Linked DNA regions of Mus musculus: regions 1, 2 and 4 are each linked to region 3. Evidence: chromatin contacts called from public HiCAR-type and promoter capture Hi-C data. All regions are on one chromosome and are shown on one strand. The core of a region is the stretch at or near the end of the contact, and the rest is flanking DNA. Distances in the headings are between cores, read along the strand shown. Region 1 overlaps D430042O09Rik (RIKEN cDNA D430042O09 gene). Region 2 overlaps Qprt (quinolinate phosphoribosyltransferase). Region 3 holds the start of Spns1 (spinster homolog 1). Region 4 holds the start of Gtf3c1 (general transcription factor III C 1).

Region 1 (4,807 bases), core at 2,025-4,524, 600 kb before region 3:
TATCTACAGTGCGTTAGCCAGGCTTTCCCAAACATGAGGTCAGTTAGCTCTTATGGCTTTTGGGGAAATGCTTAACTCTTACAAACATTCTGCAGAAAAATAATCATTAAAAGTCTGACTTTTTCTACACACTTTACAAGTATAAGGAAGAAACAAGCAAAGATAATATGACCTTGTGGAGTCACAACTGCTGAGATGGGGGCAGTGGCCACAGTCGTAATCCTGGTACTTAGGAGGCTGAGACAGGAGGATCACTAGCTTGAGGACAGCCTAGACTGCATAAAGAAACCTGATCTTTGTAAACAACAGCAACAGCAATTCACCCAAATCCTGTCCCGCTCAGGCCCAGCACCCTTGATCCCCTTTTTGTGGCCAGCTAGGCTCGGCTCCTTCCTGTCCTTGAGCAGAATGGTGTCTGTTCTTATTTTAACACTGAATTTCTATGTCCAGAAATCTGTGCAGATCAGAACTGAAGCTGGCTCTCGTCTCCACATTGAACCTCCTCTGGACTGTTCAGAAGATTTTGAATCACAAGAAGATGTGATTGGCAAGCATGAGGATGCCACTGGGGAGCACACACAGGTAGGGGCTGGCCTCAGTTTGTATTGGGGGCTCTCACAAAGTCAGGGTCTGCTGTTGTAGGGCCCTCAGTCAGGCTCTTTCTAACACCTACTTTCTTTGACCTGTGCTCTTCTCTCCCTAAAAAAAAAAGTGTGTATGTGTCAGAATGAAGCATCTGTAGAGATCAAAGGACAACTCTGAGGAGTCAGTTCTCTCCTGTGTGGGTTCCTGGGATTGAACTCAGGTCATCAGACCCATGCAGCAAGCACTTTACCCACTGAGCCATCTTGCCTTCCCTCACCTCACACATTTTGATACACAGAGTATGGGCCACACATCTGTGTTTATGGGTGGGTCAGCAAGCATCCGATCACTCTAAATGAAGAAGGGGCTAAGAGGGGAGGACAAGCCTGGCAGAGAGGAGTAGCTTAGCTATGGAGGCTTTCTAGAAAAGAGTAGAATTTGTCTCTGGCCATGAATACTAGAAAAGAGCCTTGAGGGGCTGAGGGCAGGCAGGGAGTAACCCCACCCACACCTGCTTGTATATGTGTACCTTGGCCTGTGAGGTATTCTGAAGATCACGGTGACTCCAGGCAGCAGAACATCCAGACAGCTGAGTATCTGCAGCTCAGAGCCATGTTGGTGCTGCAGCTGACGGGGGTCAATGACCACCAGTGTGTTTCCAGTAATACTATGCCCCAGACTCCCCTTCCACAAGCATTTCCTGGCAGTGCATTCTTGAACCTTGTCTGTTCTTTGCACCACAGACATGGAAATCAACAAGCACACAAAGTGCCTGTTCTTAACTAGTTTATGTTCCAGGTGAGATAGAAAAAGGCAGGATGAGATAAGACCATTTCAGATATCAGGAAGCTCTCTGAAGGAGACAGAAGAGGGAGCTGGGTGTGGAAGCGCACGTTTATAATGGCACTGTTCAGAGACAGAGCAGGACGGTCCCTAGCAAGGTCAGCCAGGGGGACATAGGGAAACCCTTTTCAAAACAACCATAACAAAAATAAATAAAATCAGAGGGGGAAGTGGACGGCGGGATGTCAGGGGGAGAGTATCATGCACAGACTGTGCAAGAGCACAGGCAAGAAAGCCTTTACAGCTGGCAAGAGGCTGGGCTTCAGGAGCTCAGTGCCAGCACAGTGTGCATAGGAGATCATGGAATGGTTTGAGACACTGAATGAGAAGACAGTGGAGTGGACCAGGAGGTGCATCGTGGGCCTGGGCTAGAATGTGGGATAGGGTTTGACAAGTAGAGTTTAGTCTAAGGCAGTGGTTCTCAACCTGTGGGTCAAATGACCATCGGGAAAACACAGATATTTATATTACAATTCATAACAGTAGCAAAATTACAGTTATGAAGTAGCAGTGAGATAATTTTATGGTTGAGGGTCACCACAACATAAAGAACGGTATTAAGGGCCAAAGTATTAGGAAGGTTGAGAACCACTGTTCTGGGGGGACAGCTTTAATAATTAAAATGAATGAATACATCATTTCTTCTTGTTGTATAGAAGCAACATTCTGGAGAGACTGCAGGCGAAAGTCAAATTGCTAAGTAGAACATGCCCCATTGTTCAACTGTATCACTCAGCTATGGGCCTGCGGATTCATAGCCTCAGACAGGGCCTTCTCCTTCCCTGACTTATGGTTGCTGAAATGTGAATGACAGAAAGAGAAAGGAGCAGGGAATTCTGTCCAAGAAACCTGCTCTGTGTTCACAGTTTTTATTTGCTCAAGCAGAGAAGGAGCTGGGATCCTCCTACCCCACATGCTAGGTGAAAGGGGTCTATGTACACTTGCACAAATTGCACACATGTAGTTTGTTCTCTCTCTTTCTCTCTTTGTGTGTGTGTGTGTGTGTGTGTGTGTGTGTGTGTGTGTGTACACGCTGTAGCTCATACAGGACCTGAGAAGTCAACCTTAGAACTCGGTTCTCCTTCCACCTTTATGTGGGTTCTGGGTGATGAACTCAGGTCACAGGCTTCCACGGCTAGCACCTTTACCCACTGACTTCTCCCGGTTCCTTTCTTCTCGCAGCTCTCCTCCTCGTCTTTTTGAGAGGCTTTACTATGTAGTCCCAGATAGCCTCACAGGCAGGGTTTTCCTGCTAGCACCTCCACACCTGGCTCACGATTTGCTTTTGAACTTACCAACAGCCCCATGCTTGGGATCAGTCTGGATAAAACACACCTTCATTTTCTTTCAGCTGGGATCTTAGCCATGTCCAGTCGCTTATAGTCCTACACCCACACCAGGTCCCAGAGTGCTGTGCGCCGTTTGAGCTGGAGAGCATTGTTTGTCCATGGTGAAGCGCCTGGCACCTTCTGTTAAGTTGATACCTTTTCCTCTTTGGCAGGCTCCCAGCAGCCTGCACAGTGGACTGCAGAGGCCCCCTCCCACCAGGCTTCTCCTGCCCTCAGCGTTAGTAGCCTTAGTAGCAGTCTTTGGTGCACATGCTCAGTTGCAGCCCCTGCCGCTCTGCCAGCACTTCACGTTCCCCACTGTGAGCACCTGATTATATTTCTTTCCTGCCTTTCTCCACATCTTGAGAGGGCTCTCCTTAAGGCTTCACAGTCAATTTCCCCTTGGAGTTATTTCCCTGCAAAGGGGGAGAGAGACAGACAGTGGTGCTACTTGCCTGCCACAGCAGAAAGAAGCCCTGAGAGCTGCCATCTGCACAGGCACAGAAGCCACGCTAGGCATGGCTAAATATACCAGCCCGGCATGAAGCAAGTGAGGCCTGAGCTGGAGCAGAAGGGATCCGCATCCACATAGAGGCTTTGCACCTCCCCTCTGCCGCCGCCGCCGGAACATGCCAGCCTTTTGCTTTCCATCACATCCTGTGAAATTCAGTTCCTTGGTGGCTTTGAGTTGCAGACTGGCATCCTGGAGGCGTGCTCTCTCAGCCCCTGTATGCTGCCTTGTATGGTGCTGTGGGAAGATTCAATGAGCAGCCAACACTGATACAATCAGGAGATTCCATGTGATGATATGAATTGGGGGGGTTCCTTCCTTTAAAAATAGTCAGGTGATTGGGGTCCTCCTCCTTCTCCTCCTTCTTCTTTCTACTCTTCTTTTCCAGCACAAGGACCTACATTGTAGCCCAGGCTAGCCATGAATCATAATGCTCCTGTTTCCCAACTGCTTGATGTGTACTATGTTATACTTTTTTGTTTGTTTTCTTTTTCTTTTTGAGAGATAGTATCACTATGTGGCCTTGGCTGGCTTAGAATTCACTATGTAGGCAAACCTGGCCTTGAACTCACAGAGATCCACCTGCCTTTGCCTCTCAAGTGTTGGGATCAAAGGCATGAATCACCACATTTGTCCATGGTATACTTTCTTATGAGGAATGACTGGGCTGGCTGCTGGAACCAGAGGTGTGTCCCCAAGGTGCATGGTCCATGCCACATACTCCCAGATGCTGAAGATAAAGTAGTTGATAAATAAGCACACAGGTGGGACTTGATGGTGCACACTTTTAATCTCAGCACTCCAGAGGCAGGTACAAGCAGATCTCAGAGTTGGAGGCCAGGCTGGCCTCCATAGTGAGTTTCAGGACATTCAGGGCTGCTAGAGAGCCAAATAAAAGAGCATGTAGTGTGTCAGGAGGTGACAGGGCTCTGGAAACAGCAGATTGGACTGTGGGAACAGGGAAAGACAGGCAGAGGTTCCTGTTTAGTACTGAGACACAGCCTCTTGTGAGGTGAGCAGGCTTGGAGGAGCAGCTGTGAGCAGGACAGTAGGCTGGGGGACTGTGGGGACTGGGGGGTTGAGGCTGGGGACTGTGGCAGAGACAGGGTTTTCTTATGCTGGATAAGAGGCCTCCATAGGGTTCTGACCAGTTTTCCAACTCTAACACAGGGGAGCTCTTTCTAGAGAGTTTGGACCCAGTACCTGGGCCCATGCTATAAGTGTTGTTGTGGGAGACTCAGTCTCCATCTGAGGAAGTGGTTTCTTTAGGAATCAAGAATGAATCCAAAATGTCTAAAATTAAAGTCTTAAAATTAAATTTTTCTTTATTATTATTTGTGTGTGTGAGGGGCAGTACAAGTGTGTCACTCTTCACATGTGTGGAGGTCAAAGGTTAGCTTTCAGGAGTCAGTTCTCTCCTTCAACTGTGAGATCCAAAGACTGAACACAGGTATGGCAGGCTTGCACCAGGTCAGTGGCCATCTCTCCACCCCAGTAGTCTTTTCAGAGCCCCGTGCCCTGTGCATCATTGTCCAGACTG
Region 2 (4,632 bases), core at 1,353-3,852, 740 kb after region 3:
GATCTGAGAACAATGAGTTTTCAGCTTCTCTCTGTCAACCCCTCCCAAAAGACTGTCCTCGTGCCGGGAAATTCAGACGGTTAGGGAGCTGCGCTGTGAATATTAGAACAAAAGATTTTTCTAGTTCTTCTATTGCTCAGGGTTGGAAGAATACAATGGCTGGGAACCAAAACAAATTTCTTGTTCCAATTTTTTTAGATTTACTTATTTTTTGTGTATGAGTGTTTCACGTCCGTATATGTATTCACTACATGTGTACCCTTGAAGACCAGAAGTTGTTGGAGCCCCTGGAACCGGAGTCACAGATGATGGCGAGCCACTGTGTGGGTGCTAGAGCCCGAACCTCAGTCCTTTGCAGCAGAGCTCTAACTCTTGAGCTGTCTCCCCAGTCTCTGTGAACTTTCTTGAACAGCAGAAGTAGTGGAGATCTGTGCAAATGTTGGTCCCTGGGCCCCAGCAGGGGAGTCGGGTACCATGTGGAAGGAGGAGCGTGAATCTAATTGCTAGCAGAGCTTCTCAGTCAGGGAAGATCGATGGCCACCACACACTTGGGCCTGCCATACCAGGGCGCTGGTTGTGTGCTGTCATAGATCCTACCTACAGTCCCTACAGTACACAGAAGTTGTTACCCACAGTCCCCCATGGTGCACAGCAGTCATTGCCCACAGTCTCCCATGGTGCACAACAGTCATTACCCACAGTCCCTCACGATACACACAGTATTTATAGATGGAAAACCTTGGCTGGAAATGGAAAGGGAAGCTTCCTCAAGCGCAGAGCTAGAGTGGTGAGGCTTGCAGCTTGACTGTTCTTCCTCTCCACAGTGAGGACTTTCAGGACAACCCAGCTGCTTCAGCCCCCAGACTTCCCCGACACAGACGTCTCCAAGACAAGCTACCCTGGTTGCCTGGTGTAGGGCACACTGTTCACACTGTTTCCACTTGAGGGAATAAACAAACACCTCTGGTGTTCTTTAAGGCCCACCGGCTAACATGTCCAACAAAAGGGATCTCTGAGAGCAGGTTCTGAATAAGCAGCCTTTACTAACCAGCAGCTGCCCCTGGAAGGCACTAACTGCAGCGGGAAGCTTCACTGAGCTGCAGGCGGAGGAGGAACCCGGCTGGTGCAGTGAGCTGCCTGGGGGGGACAGCTGTCAGCCGCCACTGACTAGAGCCCTTGCCACGTCATCTGTGGAGAAGTTTCTCCTAGGCACCTGGACTGTGGAGAGGATAATCTCACGTGGCGGTAAACCTGATCTCTCATGGGAGACCTTATTTTATTAAAAAAAAAAAGATTTATTTGTTTATTTTATGTATATGAGTACACTGTTGCTGTCTTCAGACGCCAGAAGAGGGCATTGGATCCATTACAGATCATTGTGAGCCACCAAGTGGTTGCAGGAAATTGAACTCAGGACCTCTGGAAGAGCAGCCAATGATCTTAATGGCTGAGCCCTCTCTTGGGCCCCACGGGATACCTTTTTATCTGGGGGAGAATAAAACTCTGATAAAATTGGCTTGGCAGCCATGATATATAGCTAATCTGCTGGAGTGCTTACCTGGCATGCAGGAAGCCCTGGGTGCCATCTCCCGCACACCTGTAATTCCAGCATTTGGAGATGGAGACAAGGATCAGAAGTTCAAGGTCACCCTTAGCAAAATAGATGGTTTGAAGCCAGCCTTGGTCAAATGAGACCTTTTCTTTAAATTTTTGTTTTAAATGAACAACAAAAAAAGGTGTTTGGGGGCTGGAGAGATGGCTCAGTGGTTAGGAGCACTGACTGCTCTTCCAAAGGTCTTGAGTTCAATTCCCAACAACCACATGGTGGCTCACAACCACCTGCAATGTGATCTGACGCCCTCTTCTGGTGTGTCTGAAGACAACTACAGTGTACCCATATACATAAAATAAATAAATAAATCCTAAAAAAAGAAAAAAAAAGTGTTTCAGGAGTGGTGGTATGAGCCTGTAACTTTAACTACAAAAGACACTGGGACAGGAGAATTTCAAATTCAAGGCCTGCCTGAGCCATCACTGGGATCTTCACCTGAGGTCTAGATTAGATACAGGGCAAGAAGCATGAATAAACTAAGCCGTCCTGACCAGGGATGCTTCTGCCCATCCTAGCGCTCCTCTGACAAGGCGGTGTGACCAGTAGCCTGTGTGTAGCCTCCTACTGGACACACCCTCCCCAGCTGGCTGCCCCTGGGCTTCAGCATGAGGTTCCCAGGAAATTCTAAAGTTTTGGAGACCATTAGTTCAGTAATGTCTCAGCCAAAGAGAAGGCACAAGCAAACATCTCCTTAGGGTAACTTCAGTCTGATACTGGGTAAGAAAAATAGGGTAAGTCCACACTACTGGGAAGTTCAGGCTCGGTCATAAAGCCGGGCTGGCTCCTGGCCTAATGAGAATGGTGGGAGGTATGAGTCAGAAACATCTGGACTGCTATCCTGACTCCGCCCATGTTCCCTTGGGCTCTCTGAAGGTGATTGTCACAGGAGTCACAGGACTGCCTGTTGTGAGGCAGAGGGACACTCACATCTGAGTCCAGCCTAGCCACCAGTGTCAGGGCTCAGGAGTCTGTCTCCCAGCTCAGCTCTTCCCTCGGCTTTCTTTGTTGATTCATTGGACAAACAGCAGGTGGAGATAGAGGCTAGTCAACACAGCTCCTCCCTGATGCGTCCTTTCCAAATACCCTCATTTCCTAGGGAACAGAAATGACTTCCAAATAGGACCCAGTAGAGACCCCCTATGACCGAGGGCTGGAGCGGCGCACACACTTGGAGGGGTGGCGGGGGGATGATTTGCTGAGAGTGTGAGGGCGAAGGAGAGGCTGCAAAGGGCTGGCTCTGAACACAAGTTAGACCTCCTCCAGAGAGACTGCTCAATGGTAGAGAGAGGCTGCAGGCACCCTGGAGATGTGGTGGATACTGGCAAATGTGGTTCAGGTTCTGAGAAAGGAAAGAGAGAAAGGAAAGAGAGAAAAAGATGCGTAGTGAAAAGAGCCAGGCAGAGCCAGGCAGAGCCAGGCTCTATAGAGTCACTATAGAATTTTGATTGGAAGTCAGAGGATAAAAACAATGAAGATTGCGGTTTTAATATTTAGGGGCCAGTGAGCCGGCTCAGTGTGCAAAGTCACTTGCCTTCAAGTCTGATGACTTAGTTTATTCCCAGAACCCACGTGGTGGAAGGAGAGAACTGACTCCAGGAAGTTGCCCTCTGACCTCCACTCTATGGCGCATGCTTGCCTGCACACATGTATACATTTAAACCGTGTCTAGGGTTCTTGGTTAGGAAGCTATTGAAAGAGCTTTGGCGAGAGGCGGTGAACCAGAGTGAACTGTGACAACAGGGTGTGCTTCTAAAGGTCACATCAAGGTCACAGCTCCAGGGCTCAGTCCTTGCCCAGTATGCCCACTGTGTCTACTGGCTCCCAGGGACTTCTGTGGCACTCTAGACTGGCTGACCCTTTGTTTCCCTGACTCCCCAGCCTGGGTGTCGAGCCCTTTCCTTGTCTACCGTGTCCTGGCTTATGTTATGCAGGTCACTGGTCCTCGCCAGCCTTCTGCCTGAGCCAGAGTCAAACATCAGATGTCACATGCTTGAGGCAGCAGTGTGGACCAGAACCTTAAGGGCAGAGGGAAGCAAAAGAGAAAGGACCAGATGCTGGGAGGTGAGTCCTGCGATGTGAGCATTGGCTCCGAGAGGCCAATAGGGTGAGTGGGAGGAACCTCCATCTCCAGCTCATGAAGAAACAGGAAGAGAGTCTGACTCGCCAAACATGGAGAGTCAGGGTTCCAGAAGTGGAGCTCGGAGTTCAAGGTCAGCCTGATCTACAGAGTGAGTTCTAGGATAGCCATGGCTACCCAGAGAAATCCTGACTCAAACAACAAAGAACAGGGACAAAGTTGAAGGCTCCCTCTCTACCCTGTTTCTGGCTACCAGCCCTTTGTGAAGGTGTTTAATCCCACAATCCTCTGGGAAAGACACTATTTTTAATTTACCAACAAGAAAGCTGAGCACAGCAAGGTGAAGTATGGGGTCTAGGTGGCATAGCTGTCAAGTGTCAGAAATGGGATTTTATGTAGGTGACTCTGGGGTCCCCTCTAAGCTCTGTGCTTGGGAGGCCACAGAGATGTCCATGAGGGGAGTGTGTGTGAGTGTGTATGTGCACGTGTGTGCACGCACACACATTTGAGCCTGTGTATAGAGGCCAGAGACTAATGACCAGTGTGCTTTTCTTTTTCAAGACAAGACCTCAGTGTGTAGCTCTGATCCTCTTGAAACTCACTATGTAGACCAGGCTGGCCTCAAACTCACACCTGGCTAATGTCTACTGTGTTTTTCTATCATTCCTGAGCTCAACTCAGGATCTGCCTACAACTCCCACCCCTCCGCCTCTTCAACACACCGAGTGTGAGCATTGCAGGCTAACTTTTGTGTGAGTCCTGGGGAATCTGAACTCATGCTGGTAAGGCTGGTACTTTACCCACTGAGCCCTCTCTCGAGACCCCATCCTTGAGTATGTGAGGTTTTTAATTTATTCTTATTAAGAATTTGGGTCTGGAGCCTGTGGTGGATCACACACCAGTAATGTCAGCACTTGGGAGGCTGGGGCTCATCGTAAGTTCA
Region 3 (4,921 bases), core at 47-2,546:
AGAACGAGGGGTTGTGTGGGCAGTAGCCTCACTCACCAGTCTGGATGAGGCCAGTACTACCATCTCCGATGTTAAAGAACTGCTCGATGTCTGTAAGAACCCCTGGAAAGAAAAAACAAAGAATGAGCGCCAAGAGGCGACCCTATCCTGGGGAACTTCTCCCTTGCCTATATCCCTTCTTCGGAGCATCAGTGCGTACCTGCCACGGTGAAGCGGTCCATGTAGTTCAGGAGGTTAATGTAGCACAGAACCACCACTATGAGGGTCGAATGGCCCCGAGATAAGCCAGTGATGCGCTGTAGCCCCTCACAGTCTGGGACCTCGAGTTCCCCGGACTTTGGATTCCCCATGGGTCCTGGCAACCCCGGATGGCCGGGCGCTGGCCCGTCATCAGGATCATCTGCTTGGCTGAGGAAGGGCGCCGTGTCGGACCCGGCCATGGTCCCTGGGGAATCGCAACCGCCCACGCTTCGGTCCTACCTCCGACGGAAGGAGGTTGGAGAGAGGACTGCGAGAAGACTTGCCCACTATCGCCTAGGAGCGTGGTCCGATGCACAGTGCACCACTGCGAAAAGCCCTGGGCTTCGTCATTCCCTCTGGTTCCGACAGAGGAGAGCACACAGGAGGTGCAGGTGACGCTGGGACAGGAGCAGGAAGACCAGGACCCAGTCCCTCTTCTCACGCTGACGCACTCCAAAGCCCGGGAAGGAGCGCGCCACACTCGCTGTTGCTCAGTCCAAGCTCAGCAACACAACTGCCGCCATGTTGCCCAAGAGCAGGTCATGTGACACCGGAGCCCTACCGGAGAAAGTCACCCGGTGCAAGGATTGAACACGTGACCTGCCACCGCCTACGGAAGCCTCCAGGGTTTCTAGGGCTCCTCCGCTATGGTAACCCGACGCTCGTTCCTACTTCCACCAGTAGCCTCCAGGGGGCCTCGCAAGCTGGTGTAATCAATCGCCTAGATGGAATACCCATTTATCCGATTTCACGAGATAGTGGATTATTTGGAAATATTACATCTCTACAGATGCTAGTGAGTTGTTTCCTCTTTTCTTCTTCAGTGACTGGCTGATGGCTTCATTGCTCAGTAATTGTTGGATGAATAGCGGCGAGCAGCTGCCTCCTTTTGTTTACCAATCATGAGCTTTCACTGTGGACATTTAGATTCCTATAGAGTCGGGCGTAGTAGCGCATACCTTTAGTCCCAGGAGAAGGCAGAAGGACGGAGATCTTTGCAATTTCAAGGACAGCCTGGTTTACATAGCGAGTTCCAGGTCAGCCAGGGCTACATACTGAGTGAGACCCTGCCTCCAAGAAAAGATGCTAGAGTTTAGGAGGAAGAGGATGTTTTGTCTATGGCCTCGAGTTTTTCTCCAACCAAGACTAGTGTCCTCGCGCCCTCTGGTGTCTCTCCTGGAGGACAGGCGGAGGCTCAGAACCAATGAACTGCAATGTACCCTGCACCAAAAAATGGCATATGGCTCTAATCCCAGCACTAAAGAGACAGAGGCAGCCGATCTCTGTGGTCGAGGCTAGCCTGGTTTACTGAGCAAGTTCCCGGGTGACCAGGGCTACACGGAGGAACCTTATCATAAACCAACAACAACAAACTCAATCTGGCTGGTGGCACATGCCTTTAATACCTTTAGTCTTGAAAACAAAACATACAAAAAAAAAATCCCACTAGGTGTGGCAGTGAATTAAACAAACCTTTTATCTCAGCACCCACGGAGCAGAGGCTTTTTTTTTTTTGGCTTGTTTTTTCATTTTTCTTTCTTTTATTTCCAAGGTTTCTCTGTATGTCTGACTGTCCTGGAATTCCCTTTTTTGACCAGTGTGGCCACCAATTCACAGGCATCCACCTGCCTTTGCCTTCAGAAGGCTGGGATTAAAGGTGTTCCATGGCGAACCGTCTCAGGTTGCTAGTTTTCCTTAATATACATACATTCTGAATGCAAAATACTATGATTCTATGAAAATACTGTTTTGTGATCCCACTTCCAGAACTGGGATGTAGTTCAGTTGATAGTAAATACTGCCAAGCATTCCTGAAACCCTGGGCTCAAGTCCCCAGTACCTCATTCACCCAGCCCGTTGCAAAAGGTAGAAGGAGGAGAATTGGAAGTTCAAAGTGGTCCTTGATACATAGCAATAGTTAACTTTAATGTGGCTTTGGGTACATAAGACCCAGTCTCGACAAAACAAAAAACAAAACAAAACAAAACAAAAAATTAAAGATTCCTCTTGGGGCTGGAGATGGCTCAGTGGTTAAGAACACTGACTGTTCTTTCAGAGGTCCTGAGTTCAAATCCCACATAGTGGCTCACAACCATTGGATCCAATGCCCTACTCTAGTGTATCTGAAGAGAGCGACAGTGTATCCATATACAGAAAATAAATCTTTTTTTTTTAATATCCCTCTCAGCACAGCAGAGGAAGAGGCAGATAAAAGTTTGAGGATTTGAAGACTGGACTGTATTGAGTCTTAAGTCAGCCTGGACTAGATAATGATGAGATACAGAGACAGAGAAAGAAAGAGAGAGAGAAAGAGAAAGTTAGAGAGAGAGAGAGATTGAGAGTTCGAAAATAGGTAAGGGCCAGCAAGGTGGCTCAGAGGATAAAATACTTGGTACCAATACTGACAATCTGAGTTCTGTCCCTATCCAAATGGCAGAAGAGGATTGCCTGCCACAAGCTGTCCTCTACCTCACACATGTGCCATGACATGCACACAAAATAAAAACGTAATAAAAGATTAAAAACGTAAAACACTGTGAGATGAAAGAAACGTGACATAATAGGTTGCCTACTGCATTACTCAATTCAAATGAAAACCTAGTGTCTGGACACACGCACCAGGCATCCCACATGCTCAGGAGGCAAGTGGGTCACTTGAACCCAGAAAACTGACTCTATCTGGGCTATCTAATGAGTCTCTATCTCAAAAAAAATTTTTTTTTTAAATCATGTTGGCATTTGAGAAAAGCTGAGTCCGTGGCAGATGGATTGAAGGTTAGGAGGGGAGCAGTGAGCATGAAGGGATTTACAGAGATCTGCCTGCCTCCCTCTGCCTCCAGAATGCTGGGATTAAAGGTGTCAGCCACCCCTCTCAGGTTGCTTGTTTACCTTAATGTACATACAATCTGAATACAAATTACAATAATTCTATAATTTAGAAAGTACTGCTTTTACTAGACTACAGGTGGGGCACGGGATGGAGAGGAACAGAAAGGCTCCGGTCTGAGAACAAACTGAAGTTGGAAGCTACTGGGCTATACAGATCAAAACCCCATCAAAAGGTGTGGAGTTCAGGCGTGGTGTAGATAAGGAAGACGAAGCAAATTTCAAGGTGAAGCTTGCAGGGCTACGGATGCATGGCGCTTTCGGTCCCCATCCCTAGCATCACAAAGCAAAGTATGAAGCCTGGCTGGAACATAGCTCAGTGGCAGAGCACCTGTGCAACCTGAATGAGGGCCCGGTTTTCACCCTCAGCACAAAAAGGGGACAACGGTGACACATTGTTTCTGGCTCATTCACTAAGATGGGTGACAGTGGGGTTCTCTGAGACATGAAATTTATTCCTTCAGTAGACTTTGGGAGGCAATGACCGTATATGATCATGAACCAGGAACTAGACATCATTGATAAGAACAAGACAGTGTTTGCTGGGCACTTACAAACGGATGGGAAAGCAAGAAACAGGCAATCAGGCAGAGGTGGAGGCAGCTAGAGCCTTGCTTCAGGCTAAGGTGGGACAGTAAAAACGATGTGACCAGCTCTGCAGAAGCTTTCGGGAAGAACCGACCTCTGTGTTAGAAAGTGTTGCTGCTGTGGAGCTGAAAATTGCAAAGGGACATAAGGAAAGGTAAAACAGTCCCTGTGGAGGCGCACGTCTGCAATCCCAGCGCCTGGGAGGCTGAGGCTAGCCTGGTTACACGCATGAACCACCGCCAAGTATGCTCAACAGAAATTAGCATCCCAGGCTCCTCCTCAGAGCTTCTGCACCTGGTCCTCACTTCTGCAATCACATGATCCAGTACACACACACACACACACAAACACACACACACACACACACACACACACACGCACACACACATTTTATGAGTATGTGTGTTTTGTCTGCATGTATGTATATGCCCGGTGCCCCCCAGAAGTCTGAAGGTGATGTGGAATCCCTTGGAACTGAAGTTAACAAGTGGTGCCACCATGAGGGTGCTGGGAACTGAACCTGGGTCCTCTGCAAGTGCTCTGAACCTCTAATCTCTCCAGCTCCCTACCCACTTTCTTTTTTTTTTGTTTTTGGGTTTTTGTTTGTTTGTTTGTTTTTTGTTTTTTGAGACAGGGTTTCTCTGTATAGCCATGGCTGTCCTGGAACTCACTTTGTAGACCAGGTTGACCTCAAACTCAGAAATCTGCCTGCCTCTGCCTCCCGAGTGCTGGGATTAAAGGTGTGTACCAGCACAGCAGGCCCTTCCAGGCTTTTTGTTTGTTTGTTTATTTTTTTGTTTTTTTGAGACAAGGTTTCTCTGTATAACTCTGGCTGTCCTGGAACTCACTTTGTAGACCAGGCTGGCCTCAAACTCAGAAATCTGCCTGCCTCTGCCTCCCGAGTGCTGGGATTAAAGGTGTGCACCACCACTGCCGGGCCTGGCCCTTCCATTTTTAAAAAATGATAATTTGTGTTTATATCTGTGTGAGTACATGCCACGTGTGTACAAATGTCTGGAGAACCTGGAAGAGGGCACTGGATCCCCTGGGCAGTTTCAGGCAGATGTGAACTGCCTCATGTGGGTGCCGAGAACTAAGCTCTGGTCCTCTGCAGCAACTACTCTGTGCCACTGAGCCATCTCTCCAGTGGTTTCCAAGGACCCCAGGACACTATATACACACTCAAGTGTGTCAACCTCATGAATTC
Region 4 (4,748 bases), core at 1,555-4,054, 670 kb before region 3:
CTGCAGTCTACCAAGCATCTCAAATTCCATGAGCTCAAAGAGGCCTGTCTCTCCCCCCTGCCCCCCAACCCCCAGCAAATCCCTGGAGCCAAGCACACTGGCTCAGCTGCCTCTTATCAGCCGGCATCTATGAGTTTCCTTCTTTCAGCGGGTGAATCAAGGTAAGGTACTGTTTGCCTTTGGAGCCTGGCTAGCGTCCTTCTCTAGTGTAACTGAGACGCCACATCTGTACTTTTAAAATTTGTAGAAAACTGTTGTCCCTTCTGTGAACTTTGTCCTATATAACCATCAATTTCCCAGCACACACTGTGGCCTGCTCTTTCCTTCTCCACCCACACTTTAATCTTGGTTGAAGGTGCAGTCTCCTCTATCCAGCCTTGAAATGTAGGTGTAGTTTCAGGAGGTGTCCAATCACAACACTCTCCTGGGGATGATCTCTTCATTACCAAGTGCCCAGAATGATTCACAAACGTCTAGCCCAGCCCCTCCCCCTGGCTGCTTTACCCACCAGCATTCTCTCCTTACTAAACAGAACCTCTTATACTCAAAGGAGACTGGAGATGCAGTTAGCAACTCCCCTAGACTCACCCAATGCTCTTCCCCACCAACTCTGGGGAGGGGATTAGTGTTCATTCAGGTTGTTTCAGCAGCAGACACCAAGTACACAGACTTTCACTTCTGTCTTTCCACACTCCATAGCACCAGACACCAAATTCTCTGGACTGTCTTACTAACATGCTTTTTTTTTTTCTTATTTGTAATTAATTAATTAACTAGGTATTTCAAGAATGAGGTTCTCTGTGTAGCCCTGGCTGTCCTGCTCACTCTGTAGACCTGGCTGGCCTCAACCTCAAAGATCGCCTGCCTCTGCCCAAAGTCATGTGCTGCCATCACGATTAGACTGTCTTTTTTTTGGGGGGGTGGGGGTGGCAGGGGGGAATTCGAGGCAGGGTTTCTCTGTATAGCCCTGGCTGTCCTGGAACTCACTCTGTAGACCAGGCTGGCCTCGAACTCAAAACTGCACCTGCCTCTGCCTCCCAAGTGGGATTAAAGGCGTGCATCACCACTGCCTTTTAATAATCACCATATAACTGGAGCTGGCCTTGATTTCAGACCCTCCTGCTGGAGTCTGCCTGCAGGGAGTACAGGTGTGTGCTACTAGGCCAGGCTACCTGGGATGTCTTGATCCTATGCTTTCTTTATTCCCATCCCCACCAGGATAAACCAGTCCCTGACTGGTTGTGACTCTCAGCTTCACTGTCACCAGCCTCACTCCCCCTCCGGAGACTTCCCTCTGTCTTTATAGTAAAGGACAGCTTCATCAAGTGGACTAGATGATCACAGGTTCTTTCTCAGACAGTTTAGTCAAGGGCAGAGTAGATCCTGGACCTAAATTTCCTGGAATCCTAGTGGATGCCCACTTCACCCCCTGAGCCTCCTCTTCAGGGTGTTGTAAAACTTTCCACGCTCCCTGCTTCCAAGCGTACTCTTCAGGCGCACGCAGTTCACTTCTCTCCCGTTAAGCTATTCTACTTGGTGTTGCTTGTTCAGAGCACTCTGCCAAGTGGCCGCCTAAATCTAAACTTATCTGGTTCATTATTACCTCTAGAACCTCCTCTGACCTTCATAATATAGCTTAAGAGTTCCAACTTGCAGGGCATGGTAGGGCATGCCTGTAACCCAAGTGCTAGAGTGCAGAGGCAAGCGGGTATGATATGAAATCACACTGAACTGTATTGTCAGCTCTTTCTTCTTTTTTTTTTCTTTTTTTCTCTTTTCTTTTTTTTTTTTGGTTTTTCGAGACAGGGTTTCTCTGTGTAGCCTTGGCCTCGAACTCAGAAATCCGCCTGCCTCTGCCTCGCAAGTGCTGGGATTAAAGGCGTGTAACACCAAGACCAGCTCGTCAGCCCTTTCTTAACAAAAACTTGTACAGGGGAGTAAGGGGTGGGCTGAGGCTAAGGGCAGAGCATGCAAGGAGCTGGATTCTGCTCCTGGAGAAGGACAGATAGGAGAAGGGAAAAGTGCATTTAGCAATCCCTGAATCCTGTACTTAACCTAAGGTTAATCCCTTAACCTCTCGGCGTCAGTTTCCTCCTCTGTAAAATGAAAAGACAATAGTGTCTCGCTCAGTGTCGCGGAACTGAGTTCTGTCGCTTCCAGAACTGGGTCTTGGAACCCACCTATGGGAAGCGCCCAGTCCACCTCGGCTACTCTTTCACTGCTATTCGGGGCTATGCAGACCTCCAGTGAGCTGCCTTAGCTTTCGGAACGAACGCTCCCTAAAGGTCCCTGAAGGACCTCACCTAGTCCCACTTTTTAACCACTTTCCTACTCCCGTCCTATCACCCAACTTAAAGGAACTCTTTAGACTCGCTCCTTTAACACACTGGGAAACAGTTCCGTCACAGCGGATACCCCATCCCCCAGCTCATCTACTCCGGCCTGCTAGGGCGCAGAGCTCAGGTTTGCTCGCCTCCCGCGCCCATCCCCCACGTCCCACGGTCCCCGTTCTGCATCGCACCATCCTGCCCCGCTCCAGGCTCTCAGCCCTCGCCCCACCCCTGGTGGCTGACCGGTCTTGGAGCTGCAGGTCAGGTCTCTCTCGCGGCTCCTCGTAGAAACTGATGCCCGGGTGCGTGGCTAAAGCCCGCCACAAAAACTCCTGCGTGTAGGGTTCCAGAGGCAATGGGAAGGCAGGCGAGCGGGATTCCAGGCGGCTCCACAGCGCGGGCAGGCACAGGCCGTCGAGCCCCTCCAGGGCCACCTCGTCCAACAACGACTCGAGCGCGTCCATGGCCGCTTCAGTTAGCAGCGCCCGGGGCGCCTGCGCACCTCGCCGCCGAGGCCAGGGCCCAATGCGCCTGCGTACAGCGATCCGAGGCCTAGGGAGGACTGATGGGGAGTCCCAGCGCTCCGCCGTGACGTCACGCTACCCGAGGGCGGGCTCAATGATCAGAGTTCCTCCTCCATTGGTCCGGAACCCCGTAGTAACCAGGGGAACTGCAAACACTGTCAGGGCCGCTTCCGGTTCGGGAGGCCGGAACCGCCGCCTCTAGGGATGGACGGTTAGTGTCCGTGGGCCCCGCCGGGAGGTTGGGCGGCCGTCCCTCATCCCTCGGAGGTGTCTCAGGGAGGAACGCCTAGCCACAGGGACCCCGGCCCAGGATGGTGTCCAGCCTGAGGGGAAGGTTCTGGCGGTGCGGGATGGGGACCACGGCTGGGAGTGGTTTTGTAGGAGTCCCTCTCTCAGACTTAGGGAGGGGGGACGGGGAAGAGATTGGCGCGGGGGAGGCGTGAGGAGGATTGCGGGGGTCCTGGGATGGGCGATGGGAATGTCGAAGTTGGTTGGCGGTAAGCGTGTCCCTTGGGAGTACGTTTGTCAGCTCCTGGCATCAGGAGTGGAGGGAAAGGGCTGGGAAGAGTTTTATGTGCTTCGGTATTGTTGATAACTCACGTGAACTGAGTACTGTTCGGTGCCAGGGTTTCTGTAGCTACTGACAAGTGCAAACGTTTCACAGCAGTCCTTTGGGATAGTCACTTATTTTACAGGCGAGGGAGCTGAGGCTCAGACAAGGCAGGCCACTTTGCCTGGCCAAAGTCAAATAGCTAATCAAGAGACAGCATGAGTAAGACTCCTGGACGATGGGAGTTTAAAATCTGAAAAAAAAAAATATTTTAGAAGCCTTCCATTCCAGAGCTTGCCAGTGCACATGTCTACGGGAGCAAGTTTGGTGGGCTGTGACTGATAAACCAGTTGCCAATCTGTACAGAAGCAGATTGTTTTTAGGAGCAAGTCTCAAACTATGATAGCCAGTTAGTTAGTCAGTCGTAAGGCTAAAGGCAGCCTGGTTAGAATCACTGTGGACACTCAGGCGCTCCCTGGGAATAGCTGTTCTGATATCCAGCTTTTCAGATGGGAACACTGATGTCTGAGGAGACTGGAAGGGTCTGTGCTGCTTCACAGTTCATTACTGCCCCTTCCTTCTGCATTGCTGTGAAAGCCAGTGGATGTAGCATGGAAAGACATGTTACCATCGAATGTGTTACATCTGCTTAAAGGGTGCCTTTGTCCTTTGTCCTCGAGGCACTATAAAAAAATGCGTTTTATCAGTTTGCCCTGTCCTGCTGTCGAACAGTGGTTCTTAAAATCTAGGAGTCCTTGGACTCCTTTAAGCCTTTCCTTTACAAGACCTTTAAGCAATATAAGTGTGTATTATATCTGTGATGCTGCCACATAAATGCAAAATTTCAAGACATTTATTCACTTAGAACGAACCTCAGGCCAAGAGCGGTGGTGCATGCCTCTTCCCCAGCCCTCAGGACATCTCTGTGAGGATGACCTCTTCTACAAAGTGAGTGCCAGGTCAGCCAAAGCTAAGCTACTTGGGGAGGCCCTGTCTCTAAACAAACAAGAAACAGGAAACTCTTACTCCTGAACTTAGATCTTTTAAGTGAAGATAGCTGTGTGTACCCCTCCTCCAAATAGGAAAAAAAAAAAAAAAAAGTAATAGCTTTCTATTTCCTCTCTCCCTTTCTTTCCCTTCTTGATTTTGTGATTTTGTTTTGTTTTGGGACAGGGTCTAATGTAACTCAGTCTAGTTTCAAACTTGCTGTGTAGACAAGGATGAATCGGAGTTCCCGATCCTCGTGCCTTAGCCTCCTGGGTGCTGGGATTACATGCAAATGCTGTCATGCCATTTAACTGGCTTTCTCCTTTTCTTTCCTTTTACCTTTTTTTTTTTCCCCTT

The links. Promoter capture Hi-C pulls out the DNA fragments that hold promoters and counts their contacts. HiCAR-type assays count read pairs that join an accessible place to other places.
Region 1: a contact with region 3 is called in a promoter capture Hi-C map of hippocampal neurons, with 4 times the contacts expected there. The contact joins the enhancer-like site here to the promoter of Spns1 in region 3. A contact is called at or near these places in 4 of 39 promoter capture datasets (the HPC-7 cell line, hippocampal neurons, liver and 1 more), 1 of 484 Hi-C or Micro-C datasets (large pre-B cells) and 1 of 9 other capture datasets (embryonic stem cells).
Region 2: a promoter capture Hi-C map of the SN4741 cell line shows a contact between it and region 3, with 5 times the contacts expected there. The contact joins the enhancer-like site here to the promoter of Spns1 in region 3. A contact is called at or near these places in 7 of 39 promoter capture datasets (HPC-7-derived erythroid cells, the SN4741 cell line, hippocampal neurons and 4 more).
Region 4: a HiCAR-type map of astrocytes shows a contact between it and region 3, with 2.0 times the contacts expected there. The contact joins the promoter of Gtf3c1 here to the promoter of Spns1 in region 3. A contact is called at or near these places in 3 of 39 promoter capture datasets (the HPC-7 cell line, HPC-7-derived erythroid cells and pre-B cells) and 1 of 115 datasets of contacts at active chromatin or transcription factors (astrocytes).

Annotation. Positions count from the first base shown.
Region 1 is chr7:125,770,122-125,774,928 of GRCm38.p6, forward strand. It overlaps D430042O09Rik (RIKEN cDNA D430042O09 gene), which reads left to right. Exons shown (of 28, transcript NM_001081022.2): 6 at 451-582. Among named protein-coding and RNA genes, the nearest start is that of D430042O09Rik, 65 kb to the left of the region's middle. Within about 2 kb of position 3,275, at least 29 of the 459 cell types and tissues checked have an H3K27ac peak or open chromatin away from gene starts, as enhancers often do. A contact at or near this core is called in hippocampal neurons, where this site is marked.
Region 2 is chr7:127,115,614-127,120,245 of GRCm38.p6, forward strand. All of the region lies in intron 1 of Qprt (quinolinate phosphoribosyltransferase), which reads right to left. Among named protein-coding and RNA genes, the nearest start is that of Qprt, 4.1 kb to the right of the region's middle. Within about 2 kb of position 2,603, at least 89 of the 459 cell types and tissues checked have an H3K27ac peak or open chromatin away from gene starts, as enhancers often do. A contact at or near this core is called in the SN4741 cell line and liver, where this site is marked.
Region 3 is chr7:126,376,638-126,381,558 of GRCm38.p6, forward strand. It overlaps Spns1 (spinster homolog 1), which reads right to left and starts at 1,297. Exons shown (of 12, transcript NM_023712.3): 1 at 200-1,297; 2 at 37-102. The coding sequence starts at 440.
Region 4 is chr7:125,704,884-125,709,631 of GRCm38.p6, forward strand. Gtf3c1 (general transcription factor III C 1) reads right to left here and starts at 2,805. Exons shown (of 37, transcript NM_207239.1): 1 at 2,574-2,805. The coding sequence starts at 2,794. It overlaps D430042O09Rik (RIKEN cDNA D430042O09 gene), which reads left to right and starts at 2,987. Exons shown (of 28, transcript NM_001081022.2): 1 at 2,987-3,065. The coding sequence starts at 3,059.